2 separate regions of the Sus scrofa genome follow, and region 2 is linked to region 1. A link is a contact called in public promoter capture Hi-C data. All regions are on one chromosome and are shown on one strand. Each heading gives the region's core, a stretch centred on a gene start, on an enhancer-like site or on the middle of the called end of the contact. The rest is flanking DNA. Distances are from core to core; before and after follow the strand shown. Region 1 holds the start of NDST2 (bifunctional heparan sulfate N-deacetylase/N-sulfotransferase 2). Region 2 holds the start of CAMK2G (calcium/calmodulin dependent protein kinase II gamma).

Region 1 (5,798 bases), core at 1,093-3,592:
CAAATAGCCCAGGAGGCTGAAAACAAACCTGCCCTGAAAAGAGCTTCTAGGCTGTGACCGAGCAGTTGGCTAGCCAGCAGGAACTTTGGTTTTCCTGCAAAGGGACGGAAAGCCCCAAAAGTCCTGCGCTCCAACGAAATATCAGATAAGAGGAAACTCATGTGTCTGTTAATCTTCCTCATCTATCAAACCTGACATCACAAGCTTAACAGCACTAACGAACTTGCAGTCAGTGGACAATATGATGGGGGAATTAAAGACGAAAGAGAAATGGTGCTGGCTAATCATTCTACTACCTTCGAAACCCAGAACTTGGACATTCTCTTTTCCATTGCTTGTGAAAAATTACGCATCCACGCCCTTTACCTCACCTGTGCTAGTGTCAGGAGAGGTAGTAAAAATGTGACCTGTGCTAGTGTCAGGAGGGGTGGTAAAAATGTAGCCCTGGAGCAAGCCACATCACTGGCATCTCAGGAAAACTACAGAGCTGAGTTCAGAGTCTCTCTCCCTATCCAGTCCAGTTCTCCTTCCTAACTTCGCCTAAGTGGTTCTATCCCCTCATCTCTTAACAGCTCAGAAGGGTTCTGAGCTAGCCTGGAGAGACATGAGTCCTGTTACAAAAACAGAGCCAACTGAGTGAGGCAGGTTGAGAGAGAGCAACAGGAGCTGAAGTAGTATCCAACTGATAACAGAGAGACGATTTAAGAACACTATGATCAGAAAGTAGTTTTAAGGAGACCTAATTTTGGAGACTCCTTTCCTTAAATAGATAGACTGCTTCTAGAGGCGTTACCTTGGCCTCTCCTGGTAAAGCAAGTGGCTGCAATCTCTGTCACCTACCCCATGACTATACATCTCAGCACGATTCAGCAGAGATAGGGTCCTTCACAATCGAGAGACACAAATTTAAAAATAGTTCACCTCTGGCCTGGGTAAAATCAATCAGCATGAAAGGAGAACTGAGAGAGGATCAAAATGGTGACAGGGAGGGGGGTGAATCCTAAGAGGAAACTCTGGAGCAAACACAATAGTCAGAAGTCACTGTGGGGAAGTAGATACCGGGGGTGTATCACCCATAATGTTAAGAATAATAGTTAACATTTACTGAGGGCTTACTCTTTGCCAGACAGTCTTATAAGAGCTTTCCATAGATTTAATGCTTACACTAGCCTTAAAAGGTAAGTAAGAGGTAGATACTCTTTTTATCCCCATTTTACATGCCAGTAATTTGAGGTCCAGAGAAGTTAAGTAACTTGCCCAGGATCACACAGCTCAGTGGAGGAACTGGGATGCAAAGTCAGGCCTGTCAAGGTTCAGCCCTGCTCTTAACCACTGCATTTTAGCTTCGGACCTAGAAGAAGAAGCAATATTTAGGGAAGGGGTGCAGAGAAAGTATTGGGGGAGGCTGTGAGGTGGAATGCTAAATACCGAAGCGGGACCACCGCGCAGAAAGGTGCTGAACGTGTGCGCAGCAGCGGGAGGTTCGACGGAAAGCAGCGGAGGTGGGGGCTGGGGAGGCCGGGGGGTGTGGGGCCCACGGTGGAGACCAGCGGCGCGGATGCCGCGGGAGGAGGGGGACAGAGCAGCGCCGTGGGCGTAGAGGGCGGGCACATGGGGGCTGCGGATGGAGGGACCTGCCGGGGGGGAACACGCGGTCACAGGTGGGTATGGAGAGTCGGGCGTGGAGCGTTGAAGGGGAAAGGGCAAGGGGCGCGCGCGGACTAGAGTCAGCGGTGACATCGGGGCAGGAGAGCCCCGAGGGGAGGAGGAGCCCCGTGCTGAGGGGACGAGCAGACAGGAATGAGGCCACTACCAGGGCCGGCCGGCGGGAGGGACAGGGGGAGGGGAACGCGGGCCGCCCCGAGGGGCCGCCCGGGACGCCCCTGCGGGAGGTTTTGGTGGCCACGGTGAGGGAAGTCTGTGAGGGTAGAAGTGCGGGGACCGTGGGTGGGGGCCACACTCTGAGAGGGGCGGGGGGGGGGGTCTTCCCAAGGGCGTCTCACCCGGCGGACTGGGCGGCGTCCCCGCTGTCCCCGGGCTCCGCCACGTCCCGGGGCTGCCCGGCTTCCCTGCTCTCGGGGCCTCGGGCCGCGTCGCGGCGGCTCCGCCATCTCCGAGCGAACGCTCTGCCGCAGCCGGGCCCAACCACCGCTCCCACCGGGGGGGAGGCGGCGCGCTGCCGCTAGCGGCCCCGTTCGGGTCCCTGCCGCCTCCGGGCCTGGCAGCCGCGCGGCCGAGGTGCGGGGCCGCCGAACGGTGTTCCGCAGCGCTCGGCCGAGCCGCCGCCTTAGATACAGCAGGCTCTGCGCGCCGCCGGCAGAGGCACCCCCCTCCTCCCTGCGCGGTGGCACAGTCTGGCGAGCGTCGGGCGCCGCGTCTCTGGGTGCAGGGGCGGGCCGAGGGTGCGGGTTCTTCCACTCCGCCCGGCTGAGGGGGGGAGCCGGGCCGGCCCACTGAGGGACGGGGCGGGGGGGCGGGGTCGGTCCTGGATGCCGGCGGGGCCTGGGGGCGGGGCGAGACCCGGAGCTCAGTCCCTAAGGGCCCAAGTTCTTCCCTCCACCCCAAACTCGCTTCAGCGGCTGGGGGGACTGATTGGAGGCTGATGAATTTATGAGGAAGATTAATTCTTAAATGGGCACAAAAGGAGTGGGAGAAAGTACATCTCTCCACCTGAAACCTTGTAACCCAGGCTGCTAAAATCTAAGCCTCTGGCCTTAAGCCTCCAACAGCAGTAACACCATGGACTGTTTAAAGGTTATTTTATTAAATATCTTCAGTTCAAGGTTTCATTGTAACAAAGCTATGAAGGGTCTACCAACATTCAGAACAAACACTATTTTTAAATTATTTCTATGTCGTCATGCAAAAATTCTGCATCAAATGCCTTCCATTTCCTGTTTAAAAGGTGTTTTTTTTTTTTAATAGTCTATTGTCTATAGATGCTGACATTAGCCCCAGAAGAGGAGTAAGAATGCTTAAGAAGTGGGGCTGGAGCAGCCATATGAAGCTATGGGTCTTAATGAACTCTAAGACCATTTGTCTTCAAGCCAGCAAAACCAAACCCTGTGGTGAAGGTGTCTGCGTGCTGGTACTGCAGGCTGCAGGGCAGTAAGGGGCCCAGGGGCTGGGGCATGCAGGAGGTGCTCCGAGGAGCCTGGCTAAATCCAAGCACCAGCACCTATAAGTCTGCTCTCTTCTCAGCTGGCTCCAAGGTAAACCTGTAGCTTTGCCTCTTCCCCCAGCTCCTGTGCTTCCTTAAGGCAGTCCGGGGAGCTAGGGTCTACCCATCTTTTCCCCCAATAGTGCAGACAGGTCTGCACAGTTGTTTTGGGGGGAACCAAGGCCATGACCAATTGCTCCTCCATTATCTTCTCTGCTGTCTGCTTAAAGCATAAATTTTTCCCTCCTGGAATGGAACTCCTTGAGCACAGAGAGGGACAATGAATGTAGGAGCCTTGGCTCTGGACATCTCTTTTGGGTACATGCAGGTGAGGGTGGGGGTGATGCCCATGCAGACTGTCCAGCAATAAGTCTGTACTTCAGGTGGTCAGTAAAGAGACGCCTCTTTAAAGAGGACACCTCCTCTTCTTGCCAGAGTAGTCAGGTCAATCTCAAAGACAGGAAAAGAGATGGGCGTGCAGGACGGGAAGAGTAAGGAGGGAGGCACCCCTGAGGGCAGCCTGAATGCATAGAAACAACCATCAACTCAATCCCACTGCCTTACTCCTCCCATCCCACTTGGCAGAGGGCCCAGGCCCAGATGAGGGTCGGCACAGGGACCACCACTGTGAAAAGGCAAGACAAAGATGGTCCGAATCAGCACAGAAACAGAACTGCCAAGGGCAGCAGCGGGAGCCGAGACCAAGGCCTGGCTCTCTCCTTGCTAAGTTATAAGAAAACAAACACGAAGCAAAGCGGCAACCCCTCCCACTTCCCAGCTGCAAGGATTGGGCCTCTATATCAGGGCCCACGTGCATTGTGCATCCTATAGAAATGGATGAGTAAGTGAGTGCATGTCAGACTAACACGAGGTTTCTCATCAGCTTCGTAGCGGACACACTTCTGCAGCACCAATTCTCTTCCCTTCTACACTACATGGTACAGTACAGCAACGTCCGGGCCACTGCTTCTCAGTCCTGAGGCCACTGCTTTTCAGCTGCCTCCACAGCAGGCTGGGAGCTCTGAGTTCTCTCCCAAGTAGGTCTGATGGCCACGATGTTCTTCTCATCAGCCTCATTCTAGGTGCGTATACAAATTCTGAAGAAGTCCATTCCTAGACCTGGGGCGGGCAGGCCACCTCAGGGGCTGCAATCACATCACAGCCCCCAAAGCTCTGTCAGTCTTTGCCTGGCCCCCCGAGTCCATGGAGGCCAGAGGTTGAGCTCACCTCTTCAGGGCTGGTGGGTGAGCCCAGTGCTTGTGCCAGGATGGGCATCACACAAACTCCTGCCTTCTTGCTAGTCCAAGGGCTATCGGTGGTTTTAAAACGCATCATGGTATGGATCCCATTTTTTTTTAAAACAATCTTTTTTTTTTTTTTTTTTTTCCTTAAATGTAAAAAACACCTCGGTACAGCAGAGACAGACACGAAGGGCGGGCGGGAGGGCTGCATGCAGGGGCGTGCATTGGCTGCTGCCGCTTTGTAATTTAATTGTTTTAAACCTCAAACGAACAGAACTGCCACTGTCGCTCAGGCCCTCCAGAGCCACTGGCTGCGAAGGTTTGACCTCCGGCTGGGATCTCCTTATGCCCCTGTCAAGACGTGGTAACAGAACAGAGGACAATACAGACACAGATGAGTTCCCAAGACTTAAACACACGCCACACCTGGCTAAGTCTGCCTGAGAACCTGAGAAGGTGGAGAATGGGGGAGAGGCTAGTATTTACTTTCTTTCCTTTTTTTTTTGCCACACCTGTGGCCAGGGATTGAACCTACACCACAGCAATGACCTGAGCCGTAACCAACTGAGCCACCAGGGAACTCTGAAAGCTGGTATTTAAACATAACATTGTCTCATGATTGCTGTATCTTATTTAATTCTCACAGCAATGAAGGAGGGGGGCACCACTCCTTCCCTCTTTTGACACCCGAGGAAAGTGAGGCTTAGGAAGTAATCTGTCTGAGGTCACTGCATTTGGAGGCATGGGGTCAGACCCAAGTGTGTTTGATTTCAGAGTATAACTTATTATCCACCCCCCCCCACACACACACACACACTCTGTCCACAGCCTTTGCTACTTTTCTGGGATGGCCCATATATCCTCCCCAGGTGCTTCCTCTCACCCTCTTCTTCCTTCCCTGCCCCCACTTGTCCCAGCGCCCTGTGCCCCCCAACCAGGTGCACCTGTGGCTGAGCTCACTGCAGCGGTGCGGCAGGGGCCCCTGAGCAGTGGTAGTGGACATTGAGCCACTTGCCATCCCGGCGGTGCCAGACCCGGGTCTCCTCCGACTGGCTGGTGCGAGGCCGACCCTGCCCATCGATGTACTGGGTGAGGCGGATATAGGCGATGCAAGCTGCGTCCTCTCCGATCACGTGGACATGCGGGTTCAGGATGGTGGTGTGGATGGGCTTGCTGTTCTTGGATAAGACTGTAGGGAGCAGGGTAGGGTGGGGTAGGTAGGAGGGTGTCAGGCCTGGGCACTGGCATTTTCCTCCCAGCCCGCACTTCCCAAGTCTGTCTCTCTCTTGCAACCATTGTGGAGTCTCCAAGTCCCCTGTATACCTTCCAGAGGCCAGGAAATCCCATCAGATTAGTCTTGGTTATTCAAAAGGAAGAGAAAGGTAGGGAAAAATGAT
Region 2 (5,708 bases), core at 1,472-3,971, 58 kb after region 1:
CCAATGCTTAGGGACATCTATTGTATCTCTTAACCCAGAGACGCCCAGATCATTACTAGCCATGGCCCATATCTTCCTCATGGCATCCGTCCTGGCTCCTAATATACTTACGGCATCCTATTGCCTGCTCTTAATTCTTTTCTCTGAGTCTCATAACCTTTGTCCCCGTGCTGCACCCTGCAGCCCTTGATGACCTGACCCATCCACATACCTCCATGCTCACCACACCTGTTCACAGAGCACTCCACACACTGATAGGTCTATACCTATCAGATGAGGTGACTTTGGCAAGCACCCAAAAACAAGGTGCAGGGAGTGTAGGTTCAAGGTGTGAAAGACAGGGCCTGACCCTCCCAGCCTAGGTACTTGGGAGGATCTCACAAGCCAGGCTCTCAGGCCTGACTTCACAATCCTCAAATCCCGAGGCCATGCTGCTCCCACCCAGACCAGCCCACTGAGATTTCCAGATCATGAGGCATCACCCTCCACCCAGGACAGACTGCATCTGCTGCTGCACCACCAACTTTGTAATTTGATCAAAAAAGCAATCAAGTTCATCTGGCAGGATTTGTTCCCGAGAAGCCCTCGCCAGAAGCAGCCTCCCCTGATGTTTACAGATTCCCTTCCCTTGGGAGTCTGTTCTGCCGCCTGGTGGGCAAGGGGAGGCTGGCTTTGTCAGAGCTGTTCACTTACTGCATTTCCATCTTAAGTCACCAGTGGGGCACAGGGACTAGGACAGGTCTGGAGTGACTACCACTGACCCAAATACAGAGACTCCAAATGCCCCAAATGTAAAGCTCTCCATGCAAAGCCACCTACCACTCCCCTTATCCTCTCCCTCCATAAAAACCAAACTCATTTGAGCCTTCAGGCACCATTTTCCCCTAAAGAAAGCTACATCTCTTACATCTTCATTCTCTTCTACTTGGTCTCCATACAACTTCTTGTCTGGTTTCAAAGTCTACCCACCCCGAAATACCAACTCTTCTCCAAGTGCTAAAACACACAATCCCCAACTCCTGGAGCATCTTTAGAAGAATCCATAACCCTTGGAGGCACCCCAGGGAGAGGCCAAGATGGGGAATACTCACCCCGGGCAGATAACTTCTTGGTATTGATGATTTTTGCTGCATATTCCTGCGTGGAGGTTTTCTTCACACACCTGCGGACCACAGAGAAAGCACCCCTGGAGGGAGAAGAGGGAAAGAACTGGGACACGGAGCAGAGCAGAGAGACACAAACACACTTCAGATCTGAGGACAGCTTTGCTCCCATCACCAGACTTTAGTCAAAATAACACACACACACATCAGCATAGTGACTATCACCATGGGTGGTGACTATCACCAACCAACATGGGGCAGAAGGATGTGGCCTCTGTGGGACACTCCACAAATGTGGGTGGAGGACCACCCTACTCTCATGCCCACATCTAGCCGCTGGGCAAAGCAACAGCCCTAACCTCAGGCTGTGCGTCAAGAGCTGGTGGGAGATGCATAAAACACACACCTGCTGCTTCTCAGACAGCCCTGCAGTCCCAGCCAACAGAACCCGGAGAAGGGAAGAGACCCTGCCCTTTTCTCAGCAGAACAGTCGAGGGTAGGAGAAGAGATTAATTAAAAGAGGGTATAATCCCCTGAGAGAGAAATCTTCCTCAACCATGGGGGAAGGTGAGGAAAGTGAGGCTCAAATCCCCCTCAACCGGCTTCACCCCACTGCGTTTACCGGCTCAACAGACAGCAGGGAAAGAGGGAGTCCAGCTGTGGGTTTCAGACATCAACAGCTCCCCTTCCCCATGACATTTCCCTCTATGTCCCCCCTCCCCCGAATAGGAGCTCGCACTCTCCAGCTCTGGAAACGTCTAGGGGGGCGGGCAGGGCGGGGGCTGCAGTGGCCGGGCTCGGAGCCGCGGGGTGGGGTGGGGGGGGACCGGGGCTGCTGCAGCGGCCAGCTCAGTGCGGAGGGGAGGGGGATGCTGCGGCTGCGGCGCGCGGCTCCCGGGACCACTGCAGGGATTGGGGGAGGGGACTGGGGTGCTGCAGCACTGCCCAGCAGCGGGGCTGGGATCCTGGAAGCGGCAACAGCCGGGGGCGGGGCTGGGCACCAAACATCCCCCCACACTCCGGCACCGCAGCAGGGTTAGAGCTGCAGGGCCGGGGAGGGTCCTGAGCGCCAGGCGAGTGGAACATGGGACAGGATGCTGAGTGAGCTCGTGAACAGGGTGGGGAGGGGGCAGTGAGCAGGCGGGGTCGGGATGTGGGGTGCCTGAAGGGTGAGGGAGGGGCGGGGCTGGAGGGCGCCCAGGAGCGGTCCAGGGGCTGCAGTCTCCGCGGCAGCGCGGGGTGCAGCAGCCCGGGCAGCTGCTGCTGCAGGGCGCGGAGGGGACTGCGGGGCAAGGAGCTGGGGGCGAAGGGGCCCCCAGAGGCGGCTGGCGGGAAAGGCTGGGGGTGGGGCAGGCCGAGGGGGCGCTGCAGCGGCCGGTGCAGGGCGGGGGGGCGGGGCGAGGAGCCGCATAGCGCCCGGGCGGCTAGAGCAGGGTGGGGGGCCCCGGCCGGCGGCGGGCGGACCGTACTTGCCGAGCTCCTCGAAGAGCTGGTAGTCGTCGGTGAAGCGGGTGCAGGTGGCGGTGGTGGCCATGCTGGCGGGCGGGCGGACGCGGCGGTGCAGCCCGCGCCGACGTCGGTGCACAGTCACCGCCGCCCGGCCGAGGGAGCAAGAGGAGGAGACGGGGCTGAGCCCGGCAGCACCGCGAGACTTTACCGGGGAGAGCGAGGGAGGGAGGAACACCCCCGCGCCGCCCGCCCGCCCCGCCCCCAGCCCCGCCGGCCCCCCGCCCGGCCCCCGGACCGCCCCCGGGGAGGGGCCTCCCGCCGCGGGCCCCGCCCCGCCCAGGGAGCAGCCGGAGCTGGGCTGTGATCGCTGGGGAGTAAAGGGGATCGCGGGGCGGGGGTCTCAGTCCTGGGCTACCTACCCAGGCGGGGCTGAAAGGTTCGCGACCTGTGGGCTAGTCCCAGGGCAGACCCTACAAGTGCTCAGAATGTGCGTGCGAGTGTGTGTGTGTTGGGAGTATGCAGAGGTCTGGCCCATTGAGTTCTCTGGCGGGTCGCTACGCACGGGTCCTAAGCCCCGAGTCCGGCTCACACCATGTGGGGAGAGAGCCAAGGTCAAAAAGCAGGTTTTAGACAGCACACTCACGAAGCGCCCCCAGTCTGTGCAGAGCCAGCTCTCAGCTGCCTTCCCTCGGGAAGCTGACAGTCTAGACTTGTGTAAGCATCAAGGCCATTATTAGATAAAACCTTTCAGGCACGGTTTGTTCAGGGAGACCAGGCCAGAGCCAAGGATGCAAGTGGAACTCTGCCTTCCTGCACTCCAGTCTTAGAGAAGAGAGAATGTTCTCTCCTGCCAGCAATGAAAGGGATGAAGTGGGAACCATGTAGAAAAGGTTTTGTGTGCTGTGGGCTAGAAGAGCAGGTGGAAGGAAGGAGAAAATAGCCCCATTTTTTTGCAAGCACCCTTTATTTTTATTTTATGGCACTCATCACATTGTGTAATGATATGTTTACTGCTGTGAGAGGCAGTAGAGCTAGAGCATGGCTGTCTGAGGGAACTCTGGGGTAAGACTGCCTGGCTTGGATTCCTGGGCAACTCACTGATCAGCTATGTGACATTAGAAAAGTCACTTTCTAATTTGCTTCAGTTACCTTATCTGAAAACTGATAATAAAGAATAATAGTAACTAACTACCTCACAGAGTTTGGAGTATTAAAAGGACTAAATCACATAAAGTACTTAGAATAGTACCTGATACCTAATTAGAACAGTGGTAGCTATTTGTTTAATATTTGCTGTCTCACTGAATTGTAATAGGGCAGGGCCTCTGCCTCCTTCACCACTGTATACTTAGATCCAGACCCTCAGTAAATATTTGTGAATGAGGCTACTTTTTGGGGCTCTGGCAGGAGTTACCATCCCTTTCTCTTTCCCCATTGTCAGAGGATGGTAGGACTGAGGCACATAACTGTCTTAGTGGAGGAGAAACAGGCTGGGCAGGTTCCTGACCTGCCCGGGCAGCTGTACCCCAAGTCAGAGGCCAGCTCCTGCTGGGCAGGGCAGAGCTCAGCTCAATGCTGCAGCTCAGTCTGAATTACAGGGGACTCCCCCTGGGAGTCAGGCATCCCAGTTGACAGGCTGGATCACCCAGAGCAGACAACTGAGAGGCTGAGAGGCATCCTAGCCTCCTCCTAGGCTGCTTCCCTGAGGGGGTGGGTGGAGCAAAGCTCCCCTGGAGGGTTCCTCTCTTCTCACCCAGCTGCCCTTGGAGCTGGTCTGAGAACCAGACTGCCCAGTGGAGGCAATTAAAGGGATATGAGAGGTAAAGCACTAACTGATTGCCTGGGAGGAGGGTAGAGGGCAGAAGAAAAGGGTTGAGGTGACAATATCATGCCCCACCCCTTCCCAGGGCAACAGGAAATAAAGCGCTGGGGAGTAGGGCCACTTCCTATCTTGAAGCACCTGGGTAAGGGCCTGGTTCCAAGTCCCAGTGTGTGGCAGGGCAATGAGATTGTGTACATGAGGATGACAGTAAATCATCCACATTAAGGGCAGAAGCAATGGCCAGCCTTCATGTCTGCACTCCAGTAACAGGGCCTGCATATTAGTTAGTCATCAATGTGCCCTTCCTGAGCCCTCAAGGCAACTTGGTTCCTGACCTCCAGATGCTGAAACTTTATATTCACTAATGTAAGGTGGAGTGAGAAGATACAGAGAGGTCAGAACAAGCAGAGACCAGGGCTGCCGTGGAGGGCCCTAGGCTGTCCCAGGGGAAAACAGAAAAAACAGGACTACAACCCTGACCTGTTCCCAACTGAGAGTAAGAGTTTTACCACCTCACCTCTCAGGAAGTTCCTGTGTGGGGCAGCAGGTTACGGATCTGGTGTTGCCAAGGCTGTGACGCAGGTCACAGCTGCTGCACAGGTTTGATCCCTGGCCCAGGAACTTCCACATGTCTCGCCTGCAGCCAGACCACCCCTTGACCCCAAATAACCAAAAACAAGTACTACCTCACTCCCCCCCGACTCCTGCCACTCTCATCAGCTCAGACTCCAATGTGGCCACAGTGGCCATTTGGAGCCTACAGATACCTTTGTGTGTACACACAAACACACCCTGACAGATACCCTCCTTGATCCCCATAGCTGTAGCACCCACACAACCTCCAGCCACCCCACAGCAATTACCGGAAGCCTACATATAAATAATAACAAGTTCACCAGCTTCCTGCGCATCAGTATCTATGGTAACCTCCCAGGGTCCGAGAGTTTCGATGTTCTGGTACAGCCAGCCCCTGGGGAGCACCAGCACTCAGGCCATGCCCATAGTGCAGGGAACAGGGAATTACACAGGACGTGGATGCCCTGATAATCACCAGAGGGGCCTCACTAGGTGGACGCTTCCGTCATTCTGCTGATCTTTCTCCTGGAAGGCTCTGAAAATTACACCATGAGTCTGCCCCCGAATGAAAGACGCTTCCCTCCCTGATTTTGGAATATAATTTTAGAGTATAAAAGTACTTACTTTTCCGAGTTGAGTGAAATGGAGCAGTTGAAAGTTAGGGTTTCTTTTCACTAAAGTAGAGTTGCTTTACAATATTATGATAGTTTCAGGTATACACCAAAGTGTTTTAGTTATATATATATTTTTTTCCAGAT

Evidence for each region. Promoter capture Hi-C pulls out the DNA fragments that hold promoters and counts their contacts.
Region 2: a promoter capture Hi-C map of skeletal muscle shows a contact between it and region 1, with 5 times the contacts expected there. The contact joins the promoter of CAMK2G here to the promoter of NDST2 in region 1. A contact is called at or near these places in 2 of 5 promoter capture datasets (liver and skeletal muscle), 12 of 47 Hi-C or Micro-C datasets (alveolar macrophages, embryonic fibroblasts, heart right ventricle and 6 more) and 2 of 2 datasets of contacts at active chromatin or transcription factors (alveolar macrophages and skeletal muscle).

What each region holds. Positions count from the first base shown.
Region 1 is chr14:76,532,353-76,538,150 of Sscrofa11.1, forward strand. It overlaps NDST2 (bifunctional heparan sulfate N-deacetylase/N-sulfotransferase 2), which reads right to left and starts at 2,343. Exons shown (of 16, transcript XM_005671114.3): 1 at 2,004-2,343; 2 at 1,258-1,351. LOC106506035 (undifferentiated embryonic cell transcription factor 1-like) reads right to left here and starts at 3,977. Exons shown (of 7, transcript XM_013983327.1): 1 at 3,932-3,977; 2 at 3,725-3,785; 3 at 3,063-3,098; 4 at 2,004-2,502; 5 at 1,723-1,918; 6 at 1,429-1,634; 7 at 1,340-1,351. The coding sequence starts at 3,977. The coding sequence ends at 1,340. It overlaps CAMK2G (calcium/calmodulin dependent protein kinase II gamma), which reads right to left. Exons shown (of 21, transcript NM_214193.1): 20 at 5,346-5,590; 21 at 4,529-4,752. The coding sequence ends at 5,358.
Region 2 is chr14:76,589,823-76,595,530 of Sscrofa11.1, forward strand. CAMK2G (calcium/calmodulin dependent protein kinase II gamma) reads right to left here and starts at 2,722. Exons shown (of 21, transcript NM_214193.1): 1 at 2,573-2,722; 2 at 1,092-1,186. The coding sequence starts at 2,637.